Linked DNA regions of Anas platyrhynchos: region 1 is linked to region 2. The links are chromatin contacts, called in public Hi-C maps. All regions are on one chromosome and are shown on one strand. The core of a region is the stretch at or near the end of the contact, and the rest is flanking DNA. Distances in the headings are between cores, read along the strand shown.

Region 1 (4,296 bases), core at 1,309-3,808, 120 kb after region 2:
CCATTTAAGCCACACTGACTCCTCACAAAGAAGAGAAAACTCTACAGCAAGTATTTCTAAATATTAGGCTAAACCTGAACAATCATAATTTCAAAGGCACCTTTTAGAAGCAGGAAAGTGACTGAATTTATCAGCTTCATTATTTGTTTCAGAGTAGTCCTCCAGCACCCACTGCTCCTTATAAGAGTATATTTTAATTCTTGACATACCATCTAAAATGCCTGCTGAAATTATTTTTTTAAAGAATTTTGCACCATGCAATTTATTATTTTAAAATACTGGTATCAATTTTCCACCGTATTATGCAGCTATATGTTGACATTTTAGTCTCATCCCCAGTTTATATCTGAGAACTATTTAATTCAGAGCTACGCTCCTCATTTCTGCTGGGAAGTATATGGATCTCTAAATATTCAGTAGTTTCATTGGTCATAAAAATGCTGAACAAATGGATAAAACCAATTGCCAATAAACACAATGCAAATGTGTACATTAAAATGCAATGAAATTGGATTAATTAAATCCACATTGCATCTGGATTCACATGTAATACAGAACAAAATTAAATGCGACTCGAGAGCTCCCTATTACTTTAAAACGGGTCTGATTGAAAGCGTGTTCATTTACCTGCGTGGGCTCTGGGTCAGGAACTGTGCCAGTAAATAATAACATCCACAATCTAGATAAGCTAGATTTGACCCACAAATCAAGGTTATGAATTTGGCATTTCATGTCATTTAAAATCTAATGTAAAATTGCATCTCTGCTAACAAAACAGATGGTATTAGGCCTTCTTTTTGGCATTGGGTTTTGGTACCTGTCCAAAAAATCTTCTTGACATCCTTTAAATGCAGCTATTTAACCACCTGTCACTTTGCTTTAGATGCCCATTGAATTTCTGACAGGAAAAACATTATTTTGTCTACACATTATTTCATGACACAAGAAACGTAGCACATATACAGCAAAGTTTACACATTGTGTGAAAATCTATTAAAATTAAAAAAAAAAAAAAAAAAGAGGAGAGTTGTTACATGCTACTAAGGCAATTACTCCATAATTAATGTCATTGATAGGAGAAAACATTCCAGAAGCCCAAATATGACAAAACAAAACAAGCTCAAACCCAGCAGAGAAGCAGTAAGGGTGCTCACACATCAGCTTACATTGTTCTGCCCAGGTGAAAATACTTCTCTCCTGCCACATACCAGCTTGGCTGACGCTTATGAATGAATCATTTTCCACCAAAAAGCTCCATTAGCACGTACATGCTGAAGACAAAAGGTCCCAACAGTGTAAAACACCTCAGCGAGTTCCTTCTCGTGGCCCACGCGGTGCAGGTTGCTGCGTACAGCCAGGCCTCGTGGCTCGGCCTCATGAAAGCCTTGAGGGTTTTACCCACATGGAGCTGCAGCTGGGTGGGACCTCGTCTTTATTTTTTGGCACGGAAACGTAACAGAGCTGGAGGTAGGCACGTTTCACATGGGCCAAGCGTGCAGACATGGCTGTGCCAGGTGCTTAGCTGCTCGACTGGATGAAGAGATTTGAGGCACAAGCGCTCGCATGAGCCCTCCTCTCCCTCAGGTTTCGCAGTGAATCAGCCCCCTGCGGGGCCAGCTCAGGTCTGTGTCAATGTCAATGTCTCTGTCTCACAGCACCACAGCAAGCTGGTCTCAGTTTGGGAGCTGCCTGATGTAACAGGAGGATGTTTCACGTTTTGTCAGCAGCCTCGTCCCCTCACACACCGGAGGTGTTGCTTCTGCCGGCCAGAAACTTCAGCACTTGAGGCGAGACCCCTAGCCTCACCTCCTTCACTCCATGCCAAAAGGCACCCCTGATTTTCCCAAACATCGAGTGGCCAACGGGCCCCTGCCTCCTCCAAGGCACGGGACAGCATTTTAGAAAATAATTTTAGAAAATAAATTGACTCACCGACACAGAGTTGCTTGCAAAGTCCTAGCCTCAGGCTCTGCAGTCACATCTGTCCCGAGCCTGCCCGGGGCGCTGGGGGCTCTTTGGCTGTCTGGGGCCCGGTGTCCTTGGCTCGCAGCGTGTCCTCCTCCCGAGCTCTGCTGTGTAGGAGGAGGAGGCAGTCTGAACAGTAAGTGTTTGCTCAAAGCTGACCTGGCCGGTAATGCTTGTGTAAATTTTGAGCAGGGAGATAGCAAAAGAGATCCTTGACACAGCTGTATCTCCTGATGTGGCTGCATCTCCTCCACGTAATGAGAGGAGCTCTGGCCCTGCCTCGGGGGGCTTTGGGCCAGCTCTGCCCAGCTCCCACCTCAGCACGCTGGCACGGTGAGCACTGGCATGCCATGCTGAAGTTTATAATTCCTTCAGAAAAATGTAAGCTTTCCTCAGGCAAACTGTAAGCAAAGAAGTGAACCGTGTCCAGGAGTGTAAATACAGGCAGTGTCTTGCGCAGACAGACTTCCCAAATTTTACCCCAAAGGAGAAGAGAAGCCTGCAAGAAGCTTGCTCTGCTGCCACCTGGGGAAGATGTCCAAGGACAACCCAGGAGGCTGGGGAGGTGATGCCCAACTCCACCAGATACATTACCCTGCATGCGACAAAAACCAATTTGTCAGGGTCATATGCCACTTGTATAATTGAGGAAATTAATCCCAGGTGCCTCCCCAGCCACTGGCAGGAGTGCTACACCAGAGATTAATTTGGCTTCATATCTTTAATTTTACTGTGCAGCAGCTGAGAAGAAGCATTGCTTTTGATTTCAAGGATGTCACATACTGTGACCAACTTTAACAGTTTCTTCAGTATTCTTCCTCCCAAAGTAAAGCAGTCATTTCTTATAACTGCATTTTGAATGAATGTCTCAGGCTCACGCTCTGAAAGTGATGCAATTGAATCATCTTGCTGGTTCATTTTGAGGGGTGAAGCCCACACTCCCCTCCTCTGCCCAGAAAATTAATCTTTCTGAGAGCATCTCGCTGACTCTTCAATGCAACAGAGTGATTTTTGTTTTATAAATGGTCTCCTGAGCTTGGAATAGTTGGCTTCTTTCTCTAAACTTACTCAATATTTTGGCAGTGTGAGGGAGCTCCTGTATTCACCCTCAGCCCAGGGAGATTATCATCTAATCTTTAGATATTAAGTCTTTAAAATGTTTTTTCCTCGTATTCTCCCGCATGAACACACACTGCAGCCATATCTGAGAAACCCAAATATCACTGCCTTAAGAATCGGGGCTAGAAATACATCACAGATTTCACTTGCTATCTTATACTTTCCTAATGGCAAAAAGTTACATTTTAAAAGACAAATATTAGCAATGGTTGGTGCATGTTATTAGCTGAGCCAGACAAATAATGGGTTTTCATTTCAATGGCAGAACTGAAGACTATAGCAATGCCAGGGAGGGTGTGGGGAATTATCATGGGTTAACCCCAAATCATCATCTGTCTGAAACAAAACTTTCAGCTCGGTTTCAGGTTACTTGCTGCCCTTTATATCTTAAGATAATTACATCAGTCAGGAAACAGAGACCCTCTTTCAAAGCGAAACCCGAAAATGCCTCATTTTGAAAGTGTTGAAATGAGATATTTTGAGTATTTTCAACCCGTTCCTCCCACCTCTCTTTCTCCTGCAGAAACTAATTGCAAAATTAATACTGAAAGGGTTGTGAGGCTTTGGAATGGGCTGCCCAGGGAAGCGGTTGAGTCACCAGCCCTGGCGGTCTTTAAAAGATGTTGAGATGTAGACTCAGTACTATGGTTTAGTGGAGGACTTGTTAGTGCTAGGTCAGAGGACTAGGTGATCTTGGAGGTCTTTTCCAACCTCGATGACTCTGTGATTCTGTGATACTAATCACAAGTTGCTTAACTGTCTGGGCTTTATGACAAATTCAGTTTTCAGCAAAAAGCTGCTTCAACGAAAACAAAACAAGCTCAGTGTGGGCTCTGCAGGCTGAGCCACTCAGTACGTGTGCTAGATCAACCAAAACCAACTTTCAGACCGGTGATCCCCACACTCTGCAGCTCACTTTCTGACCACTTCAACTTACCAAAATAATTTGCTGAGACACAGAATGGGAGAGGACTTATGGATGATGAAACTCAGGCTTTTAGATGGAAGTCAGGTTTAGGTTTAAAAGAAGTTAGGTTTAATGGCTCCCACACAGCAAGCATGCACGTGCTGGTTGACACATACACATGCAAAATTGGTCCACACTGAAGGTCTGAAACACCCACGAGCTCCTGTTCCCACAGCTGCTGGAGGACATCGTGTGTGACTGCAGCAGGAGGAAGGAGGACTGACCCCATCCTCACATGCCAGGAC
Region 2 (4,287 bases), core at 186-2,685:
ACCTATTCAAGCAGAAATTACCACAGATTGAAGTGTCCTGAAAAAATCCTTCTTTTTATCCTCTGCCTTGACTCCAAGGTGCTGTCTGGGTGTAAATCAGCCATGCTCCAGGACAACCCAGTGAAGACTCCAAAACGAAGCAGAGGAGGTGACAGATCCAACCGCTACCCTCCGAGGAGGATGGAAAGCAGACAACACCCATCTTTCACAGTTCTGATTTTGCTGCCCAAGAACAGAAGTCACACTCTTGTAGCTGCTTTTAACGTCTTCCCAATCATTATTCAGATCTCCACCAGAACTCTCAACATTTTGCTTGGGACTGGTGCTTTCGCCCTTCTCTGGCACATGGCTTTCCCTGACACTCAGAAGGAGCTGAAACCTTGCAACTCCCAGACCGACCACTGTGCTCTTCCAGCCCTGTAGCAATGCTGGAAATGGGATGTTTGCTGGCCACGCTGCACACAGGTCCCCCAGGATGTCTGCTGTGATGGCTCTGCCTTAGTACAGCTGGCCCTGGACTTGTCTGTCCTGCTGCAGCTCTGGGCAGAGTCCTGCCACCAGCTGATGTACCAGGTTCAACGAGCAGGTGGATCTGATTAGATGGGTGATCTATTATTTTCTCCTGAGCAATTCATTTTTCTGTTGGGTAATTTACCCCTGGAGTGTGCACGCTGTATTATTCTCCAGGCTATGCATTTGTATGGGAAAATCGTGTATGCATTTTGCCACGGGGCGGTTTTGCCTTACTGGACTGGTCCTGGCAAAGCAGGGCCACTGTGAGCTGGTGCTTTGTGTCCCTGGTGGGTCCCCGGAGCTCCAGTCCCACCTGAAGAAGCTATGTCTGACCTGGCTTTGCTCACTTTGGGTGACTTAACCCAGGGCTCTCGCAGCAGAGCTTCTTAAAGCCTCTCCTCTGAGCTTCCAGGATCTAGGGAAACACTGACCCAATGCGCTGCTGGATTTCCTAATGGAAACCCTTATAAACCCGTGGGTTTATAAGAGAAAGCAGCAGAGACACCTACAACTTCCACTTCTAGTCATCTTCCCCATGCTCCATCACCAGGAGGCTCCTCACCGACCTCCTTTTTCCCCCAATTAGAAACCCTTCTCATCCCCATCGGATCAGGCAGCCCTCTCCAAGCTCTCCGGACAGCGCTGCCAGCACCAGCCGATGTCTGCGGCGGGGCCGGGAGCTGCAGGCGGATTAGGACAGCAGGTACCCTCCTGGTGATACCGGCTGAATTAGCATTTTGCTTTCCACTGTAGTCTAAGCTATCTCTCCGGGAACAGCTGCTAAACTATTTGCAAAGTTCAAAGAGTACGTATTAATATTTTTTTTTTCCTCGAGTCACATTCTTCAGATTCCCATGTAAGCTCCTTAGAAAGGGCCACGCCAGCTGTTGAAGAATGCAGATTACAAGGTCCTGCTAATGCGGCGCCGCAGATATTTGAGGGCATTGTTATTTGTGGCTGCGAGGCACACGCGGCCACGCTGGAAGGGGTTAAAGTGGGGAAGAAAACCGGCACTTGCCGAACAGGTGTCCTTGAGCGGTACCCAAGGACACGGAGATTGCTAATCCTGTATTCCACAGCATGATCAAATCACCAGGCAACAGATATAAATAAAAAAAGGCAGGAAATAAGGAAATTTAGATACAAGTGTGTCAGAGGGAAAATGAAGATTCATTGTGAAGAGGCTGAGAGGAGAAGAAGAAGAAGGAACAAAATGACAAAGGCACAAATGATAAACCAGTAAGAACGACAGAAAAGAGAAGGAAAAAAAAAGCCCCTCTGTGAAATACATGTCTGTGACAGCAGCAGCCAAATCAAAGATGCTCCTAGATTATATGGTTTCTTGCATAATATGCATTCTGCTTCCCGTTCAGTGTTTGTCTTTCAGCTCGTGCACAGAGAAAAAAAAAAACATATCTGAAATGGGACGTGAGCAACCTTTATTTTGCTTGTTTCATCAGGAGGAGAAAGCAAATTTGCTTTGTGGGAGCAGCAGCACCTGCTCAATGGCAAATAAATAGCTCCAGCTTTGATATTACAGTGCATATAATCATTAGCAGCCCAAACGGCAGGGGATTAACCCTCTGCATGCCGGCCTGAGCTCTCTGGCACACGGGTGGCATCCCAGTTCCCTTCGCAGAAATGGTGGAAATTAGGTTTATTGTGCCCCCTCCCTGCGCTGCCTGCTGTCCCCCGATCAGGAGATGCCGTGCTCACTGGGAAGTGGAAAATGAGGTTCATAAACCTCATCTGAAGCAGAAACTGCAGCGGTGAAAGCAATTGCTGATGAGCTGCACGGTGGGGCTGGGGTCTGCATGATGGCTGCCCAGGGATGTGGTGCAGCATCCTCAGCCCCAATTTTGGGGTGAAATTTTGGGGTGGAAGAGATCCAAGCCCAGGATGACAGTCCAGCCCCAGATTTCCTCCTCCAGCCTCAAATTCACCCTCTTTTCTCACAGCAGGGCGAGGGGAAGCTTTCTTTAACTGAAACCTTGGTCAGACCTGAGTGAGGACACGCAGGTTTGGCCCCTCTTGTCTGCTCTGCCCTCGCTGTGTTGGCTTTTCCCCGGCTTGTTTTCTGCACTGCTTTCTGCAGTGAGGCTATGAAAATATTTGAAAGGTCCCGGGCTGATTTTGGGCAGTGATGCTGTCACTGCCGAGCTGTCCTGCTCGGTCACCGTCCCCTACCCAGAGGTGCCGAGGGAGCGCTTGGCACAGGCTGCGTGCCTTCACCATGCCTGTGTGCATCACGCCCCGCTGTCCTTGGGAGAAAGGACACGCTGGACATCCTTCTTTTTATCTTTTCATGACATTTTGCTAGTTTTTTTTATTTACTTCCTTTTTTGCTTTTCATCTTCCCATTGTGTTGCCTTACAAATCTAAACAAACTTGACGGGGGCTGCTGGCATGAGAAAGCCAGCAGGGACTAAGGAAACTTCTCCAGGCAGAGGCTGGAGGCGTGAACGTGCCCCATCCCACGAGGCAAAGCCACAGAGCATCCCCCCGGCCAGGGAGGCAGCGGGGCTGGGAGGGAAGTGCACAGCTGGAGACAAAGGCAGGAAGTTAATATTTAAGCATCCAGACAAGGAACAAATGACTTAATTAAATCAATTACAGAGGGAGAAATGGAGCCACTTAGAAAGCGCGTGTAAAGAGACAGCGAAGCTGCCGCTATCTCATAAAGCAGAAGAAGGGAGAGTTAGCGGGGAAGATAAACGGACTGGTTTAATCCCCGCTGTTAATTAAGAGCCGAACATTTGCACTGTGCTGAGTCAGGGTTGCCCCAGCACTTCCATTAGATAAACCACGCTCGCAGCCGAGCTCAGCGCCCGATCTACAGAGATGTCTGTAGCCAGATGGAGGGAGGGAGAGGCAGACTGGGATGCTGGAAGGGAGGAGAGCAGGAGAAAGAGGAGACGGAGAAGCTGGGGCACCAAAGCTTGAAGCTTTTTGAAGGCTTTGTCCTAGCAGCACGATGTCCATTTAAATGATTTTTCCCTCCCTGTTGCTCCCACCCCAAACGCAGCTGCTCCAAGTCCCGGCCGTGGACACCCAGTGGGGGACGGAGCCAGGCTCTAAGGGCTTGGTGCTGGAGGACTGTCAGCTGAGGCGTGTTTGGGCTCAGAGACGTATTGCACACGGTGTCAGCCCTCACTCTGCCTGATAAAAAGCCGTACATGCTACGGAAAGCGTTCCCTGGGGTTTTCTCAACAGGCATGGAGCAATTACAGGCTTTAGTAACCCACTCGGCATCCACAAAGCGCTGACACCAGGGCCCGGGCGCCTCCTTGCGAGCAGCCTGAACACGGCTGACAGCCCTTGGGCAGGAGTTTCCTCTGCAAGGCCCCTTCAAGGTCTCCTCTCTGAGCTTTTGAAGCCTAAACATTCAATTTCAGGCCAGCGGTGTACAGACTTAACAGTTTTTCAGCACTTTGCAGTCATTCCTTTTAAGCAAATAGGCAAATACAAAAACCATCTCCCATCCAAGGCTAGAAGAAGCTCATGGCAGAGCAAGACCACGGAGGTTTTTACTAAGGTTGTTCTTACAGAGAACAACTTGTTGTCAGAAAGATTTGTGCTTCCCCGTGTAACAACAGGGATTTTCCTACAAGAGGAACAGAGGTGAAGCATCCTACCAGAGCCCCTGGCTATGCTTTGAATGGGCCTGGGGTGATGCTGACCCTCTGCCATGGAAAACCCCATTAACAGCTGAAAGAAAAACACTCAAAAGATAACTCACTTGTTTTTGTTCTTCTCCCAAACTGTCCCACATTG

The links. Hi-C and Micro-C count contacts between places; a contact is called where the count stands out from the background.
Region 1: a Hi-C map of liver shows a contact between it and region 2, with 1.8 times the contacts expected there. The contact joins the promoter of TOX2 here to the enhancer-like site in region 2. A contact is called at or near these places in 2 of 8 Hi-C or Micro-C datasets (F5 follicle and liver).

Annotation. Positions count from the first base shown.
Region 1 is chr21:5,826,212-5,830,507 of IASCAAS_PekinDuck_T2T, forward strand. It overlaps TOX2 (TOX high mobility group box family member 2), which reads right to left and starts at 2,559. Exons shown (of 9, transcript XM_038166271.2): 1 at 1,933-2,559.
Region 2 is chr21:5,706,221-5,710,507 of IASCAAS_PekinDuck_T2T, forward strand. TOX2 (TOX high mobility group box family member 2) reads right to left here. Exons shown (of 9, transcript XM_038166271.2): 5 at 4,253-4,287. Among named protein-coding and RNA genes, the nearest start is that of SNTA1, 61 kb to the left of the region's middle. Within about 2 kb of position 1,436, at least 4 of the 8 cell types and tissues checked have an H3K27ac peak or open chromatin away from gene starts, as enhancers often do. A contact at or near this core is called in F5 follicle, where this site is marked.